Linked DNA regions of Gossypium hirsutum: region 2 is linked to region 1. The links are chromatin contacts, called in public Hi-C maps. All regions are on one chromosome and are shown on one strand. The core of a region is the stretch at or near the end of the contact, and the rest is flanking DNA. Distances in the headings are between cores, read along the strand shown. Region 1 holds the start of LOC107910839 (nodal modulator 1). Region 2 holds the start of LOC107910689 (DUF724 domain-containing protein 2).

The links. Hi-C and Micro-C count contacts between places; a contact is called where the count stands out from the background.
Region 2: a Hi-C map of leaf shows a contact between it and region 1, with 4 times the contacts expected there. The contact joins the promoter of LOC107910689 here to the promoter of LOC107910839 in region 1. A contact is called at or near these places in 12 of 34 Hi-C or Micro-C datasets (callus, cotyledon, leaf and 2 more).

The regions. Positions count from the first base shown.
Region 1 is chrD08:46,905,428-46,912,479 of Gossypium_hirsutum_v2.1, forward strand. LOC107910839 (nodal modulator 1) reads left to right here and starts at 2,982. Exons shown (of 27, transcript XM_016838773.2): 1 at 2,982-3,256; 2 at 3,539-3,604; 3 at 3,701-3,787; 4 at 4,093-4,149; 5 at 4,254-4,318; 6 at 4,451-4,620; 7 at 4,981-5,042; 8 at 5,126-5,209; 9 at 5,422-5,581; 10 at 6,170-6,285; 11 at 6,893-7,021. The coding sequence starts at 3,158. It also overlaps the pseudogene LOC107910851.
Region 2 is chrD08:47,056,891-47,063,942 of Gossypium_hirsutum_v2.1, forward strand. LOC107910689 (DUF724 domain-containing protein 2) reads right to left here and starts at 4,107. Exons shown (of 8, transcript XM_041098218.1): 1 at 3,533-4,107; 2 at 2,697-3,113; 3 at 1,706-2,161; 4 at 954-1,065; 5 at 664-875; 6 at 147-243. The coding sequence starts at 4,009. LOC107910678 (SWR1-complex protein 4) reads right to left here. Exons shown (of 17, transcript XM_016838628.2): 13 at 5,457-5,528; 14 at 5,286-5,346; 15 at 5,160-5,203; 16 at 4,979-5,068; 17 at 4,486-4,869. The coding sequence ends at 4,985.

The DNA.
Region 1 (7,052 bases), core at 1,732-4,231:
GAGAATGCGACTGCTCCAGCGGTGAGGGCGGCGGCGGCGCGAAACAGAAACATTCTGTATTCGAGGCTGTCGGCTTTAGGAGCGACGGGAGGGACGGTGGCGGAGGCGTTAAACGGTTACATAATGGAAGGGAAAAAGATTAGGAAAGATGAGCTGAGCCGCTGTGTCAAAGAGATGCGCAAGTACCGTCGTTACCAGCACTCCCTTGATGTACTTCCCATTTTCCCCCTTTCTGAAACCTAATAAGCATTTCCTTTAATTTTCGTTTGCATATGAAGATGAAGAAAAAAAACCTAGTTATTTAATTCGAATTTATCTAGTATTTGATTTGTTTATTATGGTTTATTATAATGTAGATTATGGATTGGATGGAGAAGAGGAATATGCATTTCTCTTATGTTGATCATGCTGTACGTTTGGATCTTATTGCAAAAACCAAAGGACTTGGGGCTGCTGAGGATTACTTAAGCGCCCTTCCTCCAAATGCCAAGAACAAATTTACTTATGGCTCTCTTTTGAATTGCTATTGCAATAATCTTATGGAGGACAAGGCATTGGCCCTTTTTAAGAAAATGGATGAATTGAAGTTCATTGATAATTGTTTACCTTTCAACAACCTCATGTGCTTGTATATGAGATTGGGGCGACCTCAGAAGGTGCCCCAACTTGTCGATGAAATGAAGCGCTGTGACATTCCCCGGGGTAGCTTCACTTACATTCTTTGGATGCAGAGCTATGCAGAGTTGAATGACATTGAGGGAGCGGAGAGTGTTTTGGAGGAGTTGTCGAATGATAGTGAAGATAAGTGTACTTGGAGAACATATAGTAATCTGGCTGCAATGTATGTCAAGGCTGGTCAGTTTGAGAAAGCTGAGGCATGTCTTGAGAACTTAGAGAAAGATAATATGCCTCGTCAGCGCGAGGCTTACCATTATCTGATTAGCTTGTATGCCGGTACTTCGAATTGAGATGAGGTTTATCGGCTATGGGAAGATCTGAAACAGCGTTATCCTACTGTTAACAATGCAAGTTATCTTATTATGGTTCAGGCACTTGCTAATCTAAAGGATTTCAAGGGTTTGAAGAAATGTTTTGAGGAGTGGGACACTAGTTGCTCTTCGTATGATAGGAGGTTGGTAACTAGTACCATCCGTGGTTTTCTATCGGGTGACATGCTTGAGGAAGCGGAAGTCGTTCTGGATAATGCTATGAAGAGAAGTAAAGGTCCTTATACTAAGGCTCGAGAGTATTTCATGGTTTACTTCTTAAGGAAATGTCGCTTTGACATGGCTTTGAAGCATATGGAAGCAGCGGTTTCTGAGGTCAAGGACTGGAGCCCTGTGAATCCCGAAACCATGACTGCTTTTTTTGATTATTTCATGAATGAGGGTGATGTCAAGGCCGCCGAGGAGTTCTGCAAGCATCTAAAGAATAACAATTGTCTTGATTCCGAGGTGTACCATCAGTTGCTAAGACTTTATGTTGCTGCTGGTAAGGTGGCTCCCGACATGCGCCGAAGGTTGGAGGATGATGCGATTGAAATCAGCAAAGAGCTCGAGGATTTGCTTGTAAAGGTTTGCCCAGAGTAATGTTGTAATCTGAAGCTGTTAACAACCTATATTCATTTAGGATAATCTTGAGTCTATTCCATGATCTCTGGTGGTAAGTTTCGGTCTGGTATTTTTTGCGAACTGGGATATTCCAGTTGGTTCAATGACTTTCCAAAGTACCTCATTTATAGAGATGTAGAAGATGCTATGAAAATGAACATTAGGAAAAAGGGTCATCAATGATGTAGCGAATTTAGATCATTCTTAAAAATTACAAGGTCATGTCAGTGATATGTAAGTTGCATCTCATCCATCCACTTTTATATTATGTACTAAATACTATGTTCTTTCTTTAGCCGATCAAACAGATTAATTCTGAGGGCCTTGAGTAATACATTTAAAAATTAAATCCTCGTGTGTAATGTTGCTCAAGTTTGGTTTGATTTGAAATATGAGTTTAAAATTTTATTCAAATCCATTCATATATTTGTAAATGTTTAATTTAAGCCTGTTTTAGGTGTTCCCCTTATTATTTTAGATGTAAATTTTTTTAATTTCATATTTAATATTTTAAATGGTTATTCTTTTTATTAAAATTTTAAAATTGAACAATTTAACCTATTTTTAAATATTCACATAGTATTGTATTATTATATATAAATTATATAATATATAAAAAATAAAAATAGTTTACAAAAATATAAAATGAATTGAGCTCCAACTTTTAATGTTTAAGCTTAAATCTTACTTATATATTAAACAATTTTTAAATTTTTTTATCCAAGCTTAATTTTCGAATCTCGTATGTTTTTTCTGAACTCAGACTACGAAAAAAATCTAACATCGTGTAATTATAAGAAATTTTAATTTCATAAATCTAACTAGCAAAGTGAAATTAGGTACTTGCAAGAATAACACTGTTAATTCTTGAATCTAACTAGCAAAGTGAAATTATATAGCAGCAAGAATAACACTGCCTAAGCTAAGTACTAGCATTTTCTTATGGTGAAATTTCCTAGCAGGTCCCTCCTTTATAGAGACTGGATCAAATTGATCTTTTACTATTAAATTAATCAATTTAGTTCATGTACTATTATAAAAATCAAATGTCAAATATTAACAAAGTTAATATTTATTTTTTAATTATTAAAAATATCATTTACTATTTAAAAGAGTTAATATCTTTAAAACTTTTATAATTCTATAAATGAAATATTTTATTTGGAGTTGAATTAAAATTGAAAAATTAATTTTCATGTTATTTTTTAAACATTAAATAATAATTCTATTACAGTTTAGTCTTATTTAAACAGTAAATAAGGTTAAATATCCGGTATTTATAATAGAGGGATCTGATAGGTAGTTTCACCATTTTCTTATTAAGTTTAAAGGGCTTTAAGGTTGGGTTTGAGCGGACTCCATACCCGATTCACAAACAGATCTGATCTGAGGCCTATGTCCAGATCCTCTGTGTCGAAGCGTGATTTATATAGGTCCTTGTTCCAAACAAATATCAGATCCTTTCCCAGTCGTTCCCTTAACTTTCAGAGCTTACTTTAGTCGCCGTCGGGCTCTAAAGCAACGGCAGCTAAATTTAGTAATCGAAGATGAAGATCAGAGATGCTTCACTTTGCTTACTGATCTTAGTTTACACTGTTTCAGCTGCTTCTGCAAATTCCGTCCACGGCTGTGGCGGATTCGTTGAGGTAAAAACTTCTTTAACACTTCCTTTTCATTTTTCTGTTCATTTCTTTGATGCGGAAATGATAAGGAGGTTTCGAGAAATGATATTTTTCGAATCTTTATTCTCTTGTTTCTTGGAAATCAAGACGACTGTTAGTAGGGAAGGATTTTTGTCGTGTGCGTGTGTTTCTCGATCTGAATTCTTTGATTTCAGCTACGATGCGATGCTCATTTTTGACCGTCTATTAGAAATTCTTATTGTTATTGCCGTCGTTTAAACTGAACATGAATGGATCATTTTGTAGGCGAGCTCGTCTGTGATTAAATCGAGGAAGGAAACTGATATGAAGTTGGATTATTCTCACATCACCGTACGGACTTAGCGATTTTGTTCATTTTGTCTTTTGGATCCTGTTCCTTTTAAAAAAAAAATCTGATTTCCGGAGTCTGTCAATGCTTATTTGTAGGTTGAGCTTCGCACTGTAGATGGGCTAGTGAAGGAAAGAACTCAGTGTGCTCCAAATGGATACTACTTCATTCCAGTATATGATAAGGTTAGTTTGCTAATACTCACTTAGATTCTGGGCGTTGACTATGTCTATGTGAATTCACATTTGAGATTTTGGGGGCTGTGTTTTGCTTAACTACTTCAACCTAATGCCCGCATAAGAATATTTATGTAGTTATGCTATCCAAATCTTTTAATCAACTGGTTTGCAACCCATTTTTATAGTATTTTCCCAATTCTATTTGCATGTTCAAAACCATACTGTATGTGGTGCCTACGCATGCTTACTCAAACAATGTATATGAGAATGTAGTTCCCTGTTGGACTAATTGGTATAGTTTCTGTTTACAGGGTTCTTTTGTTATTAAAATCAGTGGACCAGAAGGATGGTCTTGGGACCCTGACAAGGTTTGGTTCATTGTTATTACGATAGATTTTCATACAGGCTACGCTTCCTTTATTTTCTTGATATATCGGTGTTCCTACGCTTAAAGCTAAAAGTTATTCTGTAGGTTCCTGTTGTTATTGATGAAAATGGTTGCAACAATAATGAAGATATCAATTTCCGGTTTACAGGGTTTGTTTAATAGCTTGCATTCTTTAGCTGTTTATTTTTATTTTAGCTAGATTATGTGCAATCTGTGTTCCACTCTTTTATCATGCGCTGAATGTCAGTGCCAATAACCGTATGTATATTTATTTGTTGCAGATTTACCCTATCTGGTAGGGTTGTGGGAGCTGTTGGTGGGCAGAGCTGCTCACTTAAGAACGGTGGTCCTGCAAATGTGAATGTGAACCTTTTATCTCCTAATGATGATCTCATATCTTCAGAATTAACAATGCCAGATGGAAGTTACTTGTTCAAAAATATTATTCCAGGTATAGATGCTGCCATGTTACTTTCTTGCAAGTAGTGTTGTTATGTTCATCTGTTGCTTAATTCATTGTTAATTAATTTTCCTCTTTTTTTTTTTTTTTTTTTTTCTGTTAGTTCATTTTTATTTAGTTTGTGGTTTTTGTGAATCAAGGCAAACAAAAACCATGTTCTCATAAAATTTTACAGAATGGATGTTAACAAGATAATTTAAATTCATCTACTAGAATAATGTACAGAGTAACTTGGTCATACTTACTCCTCTGTTCCACTATATGTGAACTCTTCACCTACCAGAATAATTTGCATTTAGAAACCTCTCTCTTACTGTTTTTAACTTTTCATGTATCCTTCTTATGGTACAGGAAAGTACAAATTACATGCTTCACATCCTGATTTGAAAATTGAAGTTAAAGGTTCCACAGAGGTTTTGTATATTTCCTCAACTCCATTTTTTCTTTGTATTGTGTTCTATGATATGCCGACCACTTGGAAATGCACTTATTTCAGGTGGAACTGGGATTTCAAAACGGTATTGTTGAAGACATTTTCTTTGTTGCTGGGTACGACATCCATGGTTCTGTGGTTGCTCAGGTGCTAAGTAACAACTGTTGAGAGCCCAATATTGTTTATTAATCTTGTGATACATCTTACCATTAAGTGTCTATGCATGAGCATTGCGCTCTAAAGATTTAAAAGAGAATTCGAGCAATTGTTTCTTTTCACCCTTACACGTGCATAATGCATTAGTGCATGAGTTTATATGTTTTCTCTACCCTCTGACAGTCATGTCATTGTTTTGGCAGGGAAATCCCATTTTGGGAGTCCATATATATTTATATTCTGATGATGTCATTGAGGTAGACTGTCCCCAAGGTTCTGGTAATGCTCCTGAACAAAGAAAAGCTCTATGTCATGCTGTCTCTGATGCTGATGGGATGTTCACATTCAAATCAATTCCTTGCGGTAAACCAGTCTAAATGCACATCTCCACTCAATTCTACTTCTGTAATCCAATTTAAGGCTGATTACTGATCAGCTGGATAGGGGATACATCATTAAAGTATTTGTGCCTATCATTCATTAAATGTTATTTGGTACCAATTTGTTATCAACTTTGGAATCAGTCTGTATTATAGGCATGATTGACTTGCTTAATGATACTGAGCTAAGGTTGCTCTGTTCACAGAGTTAGGCTTAAGATATATTGCCGGTAGTTGTTATTTCTATGGATGTTGCTATTTTCCTGTTCATTTTAGGATTTTAGTGCTTATTTGGAAAGCTTTTGGTTATTAAGATAAGTTTCCATTTTATGCTTACCCTGAAGATTTTTATAGTTTAGAGCCTTTTGGTCACACGCTGATTAAGGTCTTTCTTATCAAGCATTTTTTCTCCCTAATAAATTGCTTATTGTATATCTTTTCCATTGAATATTTGTATCAAGCTGAACAGATGCTGGTAGCTTAACAACAGATAATAACAGAACTTATTCTGCCATTCATTGGTACAAAAGGTTTGATTTAATCTGAGTTGACTACTTTGACCAACTTACAGGACTTTATGAACTCATACCATACTACAAGGGTGAAAACACAGTGTTTGATGTCTCACCTTCTGTCGTGTCAGTGTCAGTAGGGCATCAACATGTAACAGTTCCCCAAAAGTTTGAGGTATGATACTTCTGTTGCTACATGCACAAATGTTTGTCTTCTGTAGCAATATGTTCCAGTATTATAGATTTTAGGCTGACTTTTCCTTTCATTTTTAGAGAAATTTAAGCTAAGATAAACAGCTTGATCTTTGTCTTCTAAATCTGTTTTGTCAAAATTATTTTTAGTATACCACCCTGGCACCCTCTGGTTTTCTCCACGTATGTATATATATACTTGTTCTTATCTGTCTCAAACATAAATTTTGCATTGTTATCCTGATTACCACTTATGGGAAGTATAATATTGTACATTATAGAATAAGGCTCCCAAAATGAAGTTTGTCCTTGTGCTTCTTGTTCTCTGCAAAGCAGAGTATAATATTGTACATAAATATTGTTCTATGAGACAGTTTCTTTGTTCCTGGGCCTCAAAGCAATTCCTTATGTCACAAAATACAGTTTGTCCTTGTGCTTCTTGTTTTCTGCAAAGCAGAGTATTTCTTTGACAGCATATCAACATTGATTTTCTTTAGTTCTGTCATTGAGTATTCAGCATTGCCATGTTTCTTGTGTTTTTTCATGATATAAATATATAAGTGAATTATCTTCTTCTTATTTAAATGTAGGTTACTGGTTTCTCTATTGGGGGACGTGTTGTTGATGCAAATAACGTTGGGGTGGAGGGTGTTAAAATTCTAGTTGATGGTCAAGAAAGGTCTATCACTGATAAAGAAGGTTATTACAAGCTAGATCAGGTATGGCTAGACTTTTTCCAAATATTAAGGG
Region 2 (7,052 bases), core at 2,857-5,356, 150 kb after region 1:
CATCACTCGTACAATCTTTTAAAACTTTTTCATCAGTAATACCTCCAGCCCCATTTTGCTCCTTACCTACCAATCGTAATATTAAGTTTGCATTGACACAGATTTGCCTATATACATCAAAAAGCTGAAGCTTAAGTTTTATATACCAGCATGAAAAGCCTTCGGACTTGTAACTACTGCTTTACGTGGTCTTCCCCTCTTTTTTTTCGGATCGCTTTCTCCAACATTATTTTCCATTATTTCCTATATCAGTTAGAGAAACAGTTAATATTACTACCAGAGGAATATATATATACAGGAAATCAAATTAATAAAGGGGATTCAGATTCCATGTTTGCTAACATATTAAGATAAAAGACAGGCCACAGAGCAGGCTCAAGAAAATTTTCTATTTTAATAAAATGAGCAGACAACACCCAAAAAGTTAACCACTTAATTAGACTTTATATACTGGCCAAAAAGAAAAGGCATTATATGTAAAACAATAACATTAGATATACTCTTTTACCTATGATCATGACAAGGAAATATAGATCAGTTATCAAGTACTTCCAACAGTTAATAACAAACTTGTTCCCATTTAAGAATTTGAGGCATTTTGAATTTAAAAGTTTATATTAGTAGTTTCTATGAGCCAAAGACTAAAATGAATTTTTTGCTTACCATATTTTCATTTCTGACTGAATCATTTAAATTGTTCTTTTGATCCCCCATTAGCTTCCCAGGTTCCTCACTAGGGATCTGACAGGAATTTTCAGCCTGTAAAGTCTTTGAGAACTTTGCTGCTAATCCTAAGATGATGGGCATTTCAACTTCTTTTGTTTTAATATCCCCTTCATTAATTTCTCCAGCAACCCTTGTAGTTCCTTCCTTGCCTGAAAATATATAATACGTACACATTATCTTTAAACAATTTATCAAACTGGCAAACATGTATTGAAGACTAAATTTACCTGCTGTCAAAACCTGTGGGCTGTTACTTGGTGACTTTCTAACTTTTACATTCCTCTTCGCAAGGTTGTCTACTTTACCGTCAGCTGAACCAACTTTCTGCCTCTTAGTCGTCTGCATTAGTAAGGGGAAATGTAGATCAAGTGAAGGTAGTAGCGACAGTGCTGAATAGGAATATTGGCTGATGGAGCCAACAAATCCAAAGTGACAATAATCAATGATCATTACCCAGTTAGAACGGTGATGTTGACAGAAAAGGCGGTCATTTGAAGCAGTTTGCTGCAAAGCAAGTGGGCACATTGAATATCCCAGTTGGAAAACAAGGTAGCTCAACCCTTGAAACAACCCATTGAGCAGTGACAACTATGTCAAGCAGGCCAATTTTTTTATGACTCACGTAGACAAGACCTGTTTTTAGTTATTATGATTCTAAAGCAGCAAGCTAGTTTTCACTTCTTTGTGCAAAGGTTATGCTTGAAGGCACACATGATTTTCTAGCATATTTTAGAACAAGACATACTCTTAACATGGTGAAGTTTTAGAAGCTGAGTGCTTCAAGGAAAGGCAACTCAGGCATGCAACGCAGACACCAAAGAGTGGTAAAGTACACAGTACTTTAAAGTGATATTTATACATTTCTCGTCATCAAATAGGAATGTATTAACATGTGAAAAAGAAAACAAAGAACGAAATGAAAATGATCTGATGTTGCTAGTATGAACAATGGAACTCCAAAACAATAAATCTAACTCACAGTTGTTGCTTCTGTTAATGGGCTCTCACTCTTAGCACGAGGCTGATCAGCAATCACAGTTTTCTTTGGGAATTTAGTAGCTTTACCACCAGTCCTCGGATTCCCTTCTTTACACAATGTTTCACTAGGCATATCTTTTAACTGATCGCCAGTGACTGATATCGGTGTTACCACTGCATTTCCTTCAGTTTGCTTTTTTGAAGACAGTGAATTAGAAGTGTTGCCATTTGATGTTTCCAGTTTGACCTTCTTCCTGCCTGAGTGCAAAGTACTGTTTTCATCAGTGGGAGTTGGCTGCTCTGTAGCATTCCTTTTCATCTTTTTCAAAGGAATCTTATCTTCAGTGTTTTCTTTTGTGGACAAGGAACTTTCAAGTTCTCCAGCCACCTTGGTGTTCCGGGTACCACAGAGAGCATCCCCTATCAGCTCTTGGTCATCAGAAGCAATTATGACTTCCTGAAACAAAAGCTCACCGCTTAAGTACTCTTTTACCTAAAAACGAATGATATTTACACTTGCATGCTACTAAATTTCTGAAATAATCACAACAAAAAAATGCAAACCACTAAAGGAATTGTAGACAATGCCAGAAGTAGTACAAACATTTAAGGCATTCAACACACAAATTAGTTACATGTAGAATCTGACCAGATTCTAAAAAACAGTGAATCGTACACAAAAACTAGTTCAACATCTGTCTAGAAAAAGTTGAAATATGTGTAGAAGGGAAGATAAGACATAAAAACAAAGCATTTTTAAAACTGGAATACAGAAGGCCATCACTGTTATGAACAGAAATCAACTTAGATAAAGCCAAAAATCATTATTTCAGATATTTATTTCCTTCTCCTTTTAAGATAATTAAATGGTATGCTAGACCCATGTTCAGTACCACAAACACAACATTAACAGCTCATTAAATTTTAAAATGGGAAAATAATGGGGTAACAAAAGAAATTTATATCCCAAAAAGAAGAAGTAGGAGAGATACCTTGGATTTACTAATCCAGTTTCCATCCGTCCATTCAACGTTAGGCCTTATATCAGAGTGAGAGAGTTCCTTGTCCTCATTTCCATGCTTAAAGAAGACATTGTACCTTCTTCCAGTAAGAACTTTGGTAATTACTCCAGTGCGCCAACCAAAATTATATGTTGTATCCACTCTTTCCAGCAATTCATAATTCCTATCTGCATATCGAGGAGGAGTGGGTCTGATATGGAGGGAATCTACAACAACTTTTGCAGTCCCAGCCTCATCATCATTCTTAGAGTTCTGATACTTCACCAGGAAAGTCTTATCCTCATTTTCTTTTACGACTATTGCAGGGAACCAAACATCACGTAGGCTTTCATCATCAACATTTACCTCCACTGCTGTCCCAGAGCTAAAAACGGAGCCTGTTGATTGCTTTAAAAAAAAAAAAATCACTCACACGATACCATACCAAAAGTCAATCAGGTTTCCACAGATGAAAGTTTCGTAAATATCAAACTAAATTTACATGACTCCCAGACCAAAATGCAATGAAAATTAGCAGAACTTGAACAAAGAAAGCACTGAAGGTGAAACATATCGATCGAGTTCATTATTTACACCAATTAATTAAGCACTAGAAAGGCTCTAATTTTAGAAGCAATCATGAAAGCACGACTTAAATAGCAAATTTTCAGTGTAAAAAGCTACATGCAGTGAGATTCGCAAGTTCAATACCGGGAAAAAACTTATTCCTAAAAAAGTTCGGCTCTCAACTCCAAAATAAACCCCCCCCCCCAAATTTCCAGATAAAAAAACTGAAAAATTAAAAAGAATGAACACTTCACCCATACCTGCTTTTCAGGGCGAACCCAGTTGCCATCGATCCAATCCCAATGAACCCTTAAATCTTTCCTATCAAACTCAATGACATCAGGAGGATTATCAAAGTAAACCCTATATTTCGACTTCGCCAAAACCTTCCTCACAACGCCAGTCCACCAACCATCTCTGTACCTCGCATCAACGACGTCGTTCACTTCGAACCCGGACTGAGCATTTCCCTTCTCATTAGGCGGCAAAGGGCGAATATAACCGGGGTCGACATGCTCAGTCAAAGGGGACTTACCATCGTCAGCGAGTAAAGTCTTGTAGCGAACAAATGCCTTCTTTCGTTTCTTGGAAGCGGATTTGGGAGGCATTTCGAGGATAGTGGCCAAGTACCAAGCCCCTCGAAAGCCTTCCTCGTCACTGCTGACCTCGACTGGGGCTCCCTTGCTTAAAGGCTGTTGTTGTTGAAGTGGGTCATTTTCAGCAGGAGAATTCACCATGCTTGGTGAAACTGAGAGAGTTAGGGTATGTGGTGTGGAATCTTTCTAGCAGAAAATTCTAAGAGTTTTTTTTCTTTTTTTCTTTTTTTATCTATTTTTATTTGGACTCTGCACTTCGCATTTCAGTCAATCGGCTAAAGCTAAATGCTATTGGCCTCTTTTTCTTTTTCTTTTTCTTTTTCTTTCTTGAAGTTCTCTATCAGTATAAAAAATTAAAGAATTGAATTTTACAATTATATGCTGCAACTCCAACCAAGACAAATGCCTTGTTTCCAAATTTTCCTTGTTCATTTATAGTTAGTAATGTTTATTATTTATATGATATTGTATTTATTCACAAAACATAGTAAATAATTTGTTTTCTTTTGTTTTGCTTATGACGATTATGTCACAACTGGACTAACACATTCAGACTTCTATATTTCAATCACCACATGTTCGGTTGAAAAAACACATGAATCATATAAATAAATAAATAAACACTTAAAAGGACTTGTTTTAATTGCATGTAATTTTTTTGAAAAGAAATTAAAAATTAATTACCACGACAGAATATCTAGGTAGCTCCTGGATAGAAATATGAACATTTACAAAATAAAATACCCAACTCTCTCAGCTAAGCAAAATGGGTGAAAAATACGTGTTGGTGTTTTTGGATCCTGATGCTTTATGCATATTCATTCAAAAAGATGTTGTCTTTTTCCTACTTGACTACACAAACTTACAAAGCCAGGTCAAAGGGTTAGAAAAAAAAAAGCGAGAGAGAGAGAGAGAGAGAGAACTTGGTAGTCAAAACTATGGAACTTGTTCATCTGCTTCCAATGACCAATGGTAGAGTAACAATGGGGTTGGCAATGACCCTGAAATCTTGCAATGAATCAAAAACAGGCTGATGAGAATTTGGGCAAATAAGAAAAAAGCAATATCATCATTTTGTTTATACGGGGTGATGTCAATTTGCTAGCTCACCCTTTTTTATAGATCAGAAGCTTTCATCTTTCTTGGTCTTTTATGAGCTCCCGCTGGTGACGATGGAGTCTCAGATGTTCTCCCAGGTCCCTACAATACATATACAGATCATAAGACCTGATAAGTTCCAAAACTTTAAGAGACAAAAGGACATATTAAGGCAAGAAAATAATATAGATACCTTTCGTTTTTGCTCCCTTTTGACAACCCTATCACCTGGAATTACTATCAGATATGAAAATGATCAAAACCATTAAACTCGCCCGTCTCAGATAAAAATATTAAAGGAAAATGAGATATATATTACCTCCAAAACTAATGGTGTCGGGGACAAATGTGCGGTCCTGATCAGCAGCACGTTGTGATCGCTGCTCAATTGACAGAACCCCACAAAGTTTCAATGATTTGAACCATTGACATAATCACACATCTGTAAAACTATGAGATTAAAATGATTCAGAGACTTAGATTTTTCAACCTTTGCAGTGCCTGGCATATCACCATAGGAACCATCACGGAAAGATGAACCTTCTGCCTCCTTGTATTGCAACTGTTAAAAAGACACAAAACTTCTTTTAATGCCTTGGCTAAACTTCTGAACACAATTAATCAAGCATAATTCATAATTTAGATCTAACTCTAAAGATGTGCTTGGTTAGGTGGAAAAGACGAGGGACTAGAAAAATGGAAAGAAAATAAATTTTAAGTGTGCTTGGTAGGGAAGAAAAGTGAGGAAAAAAATAGAAAAGATGACCATTTTTCATCCTAATGCATAAAAATCAATACTTCCAAATTGGAAAGATGAGAGGAGAGAAAATGAGATGTGTATTTTAGTTCAAAATTATGCATTTTTTCCTTTCATTTTTCAACTTTACCAAGCAATGAATAGAAAGAAATTTCATATTTTCCATCTTTCTATTTTTCTACCACTTCAATTTTCCATCTTTTTCATTTTCTTTCCACTCTACCAAGCAAAGTCTAAATCCGGAACCCCACAGTTTCAACACCTTGGCCTAATTGGTACAAGCACAATAAATGATATAATTTTTCAGATCCCTATCAGAAAAGAAAATATAATATCTTGGACTCGACGAAAATGAGAAATACCATGACTAAGTTCATTCTCTTTTTTTTTTTCATAAATAATAAATTCAGTAAAAGGAATTGGAGATGAGAACTATTTTAACGAAGTTGTACAATAATTTTGCAGGAATTGTTTAACTACAGATCTTAACATGAATGGTAGGACTTGATATAAAGGAGGAGTGTTAAGTAACACTCAAGTTTCAAAATGATGAATAAAAGATAGATGTTACAACATCAAGGTGTTTGGTTGTTGAAAATTGTGATACATATTACTCTTCTTATCATGTATTTGCTGAGTTAAAACATAAGTATTCTTTGTTAATGTACCATCTTACCCTTAACATCTTTATTTTTTTATATAATTTAAAATAAAATATAATAAAACTATTTAAAAAAATATTTATATTAAAATATAATAAAATACTAAAATAAAAAAATATTATAATATTTAATTTTATATTAATATTAAGATAATAAAATAAAAGTATTGTTGTTTGAAAACAATATACTAATATTATTACTTTTTTTAAAATAATAAAAATATATATTTATATATAAACATATAAATAAAAATATATTAAATTATATAATTTTATATTAATATTAATATATTAATATAAATATTAAAATATTATTAAAATGTATACTTTTAATATTAATATAATAAAATATAATATCTATATAATTGTATAATTTTATATTAAATATATAAAATAATAAAATATTACCGTTTGAAATTGATAAAATAATAAAATATATATTTTTATTAACATTTATATATTTTATATTAAATTTAAATAAAAATATTTTTAAAAATCATTTAATTTAAATTCAGGCTGAGTCAGGTCAGCCCAAGGACAAGAAATGACGACCCGGGGCGCTGGGCTGACCAAGTCTGGTGGGTCACTTGACTCGTGAACTGCTGTACTTGAAATGTGTGGTTGTTGGGTGAGAATAAAATTGGAACAAAAATAGTTGAAGTTGAGTA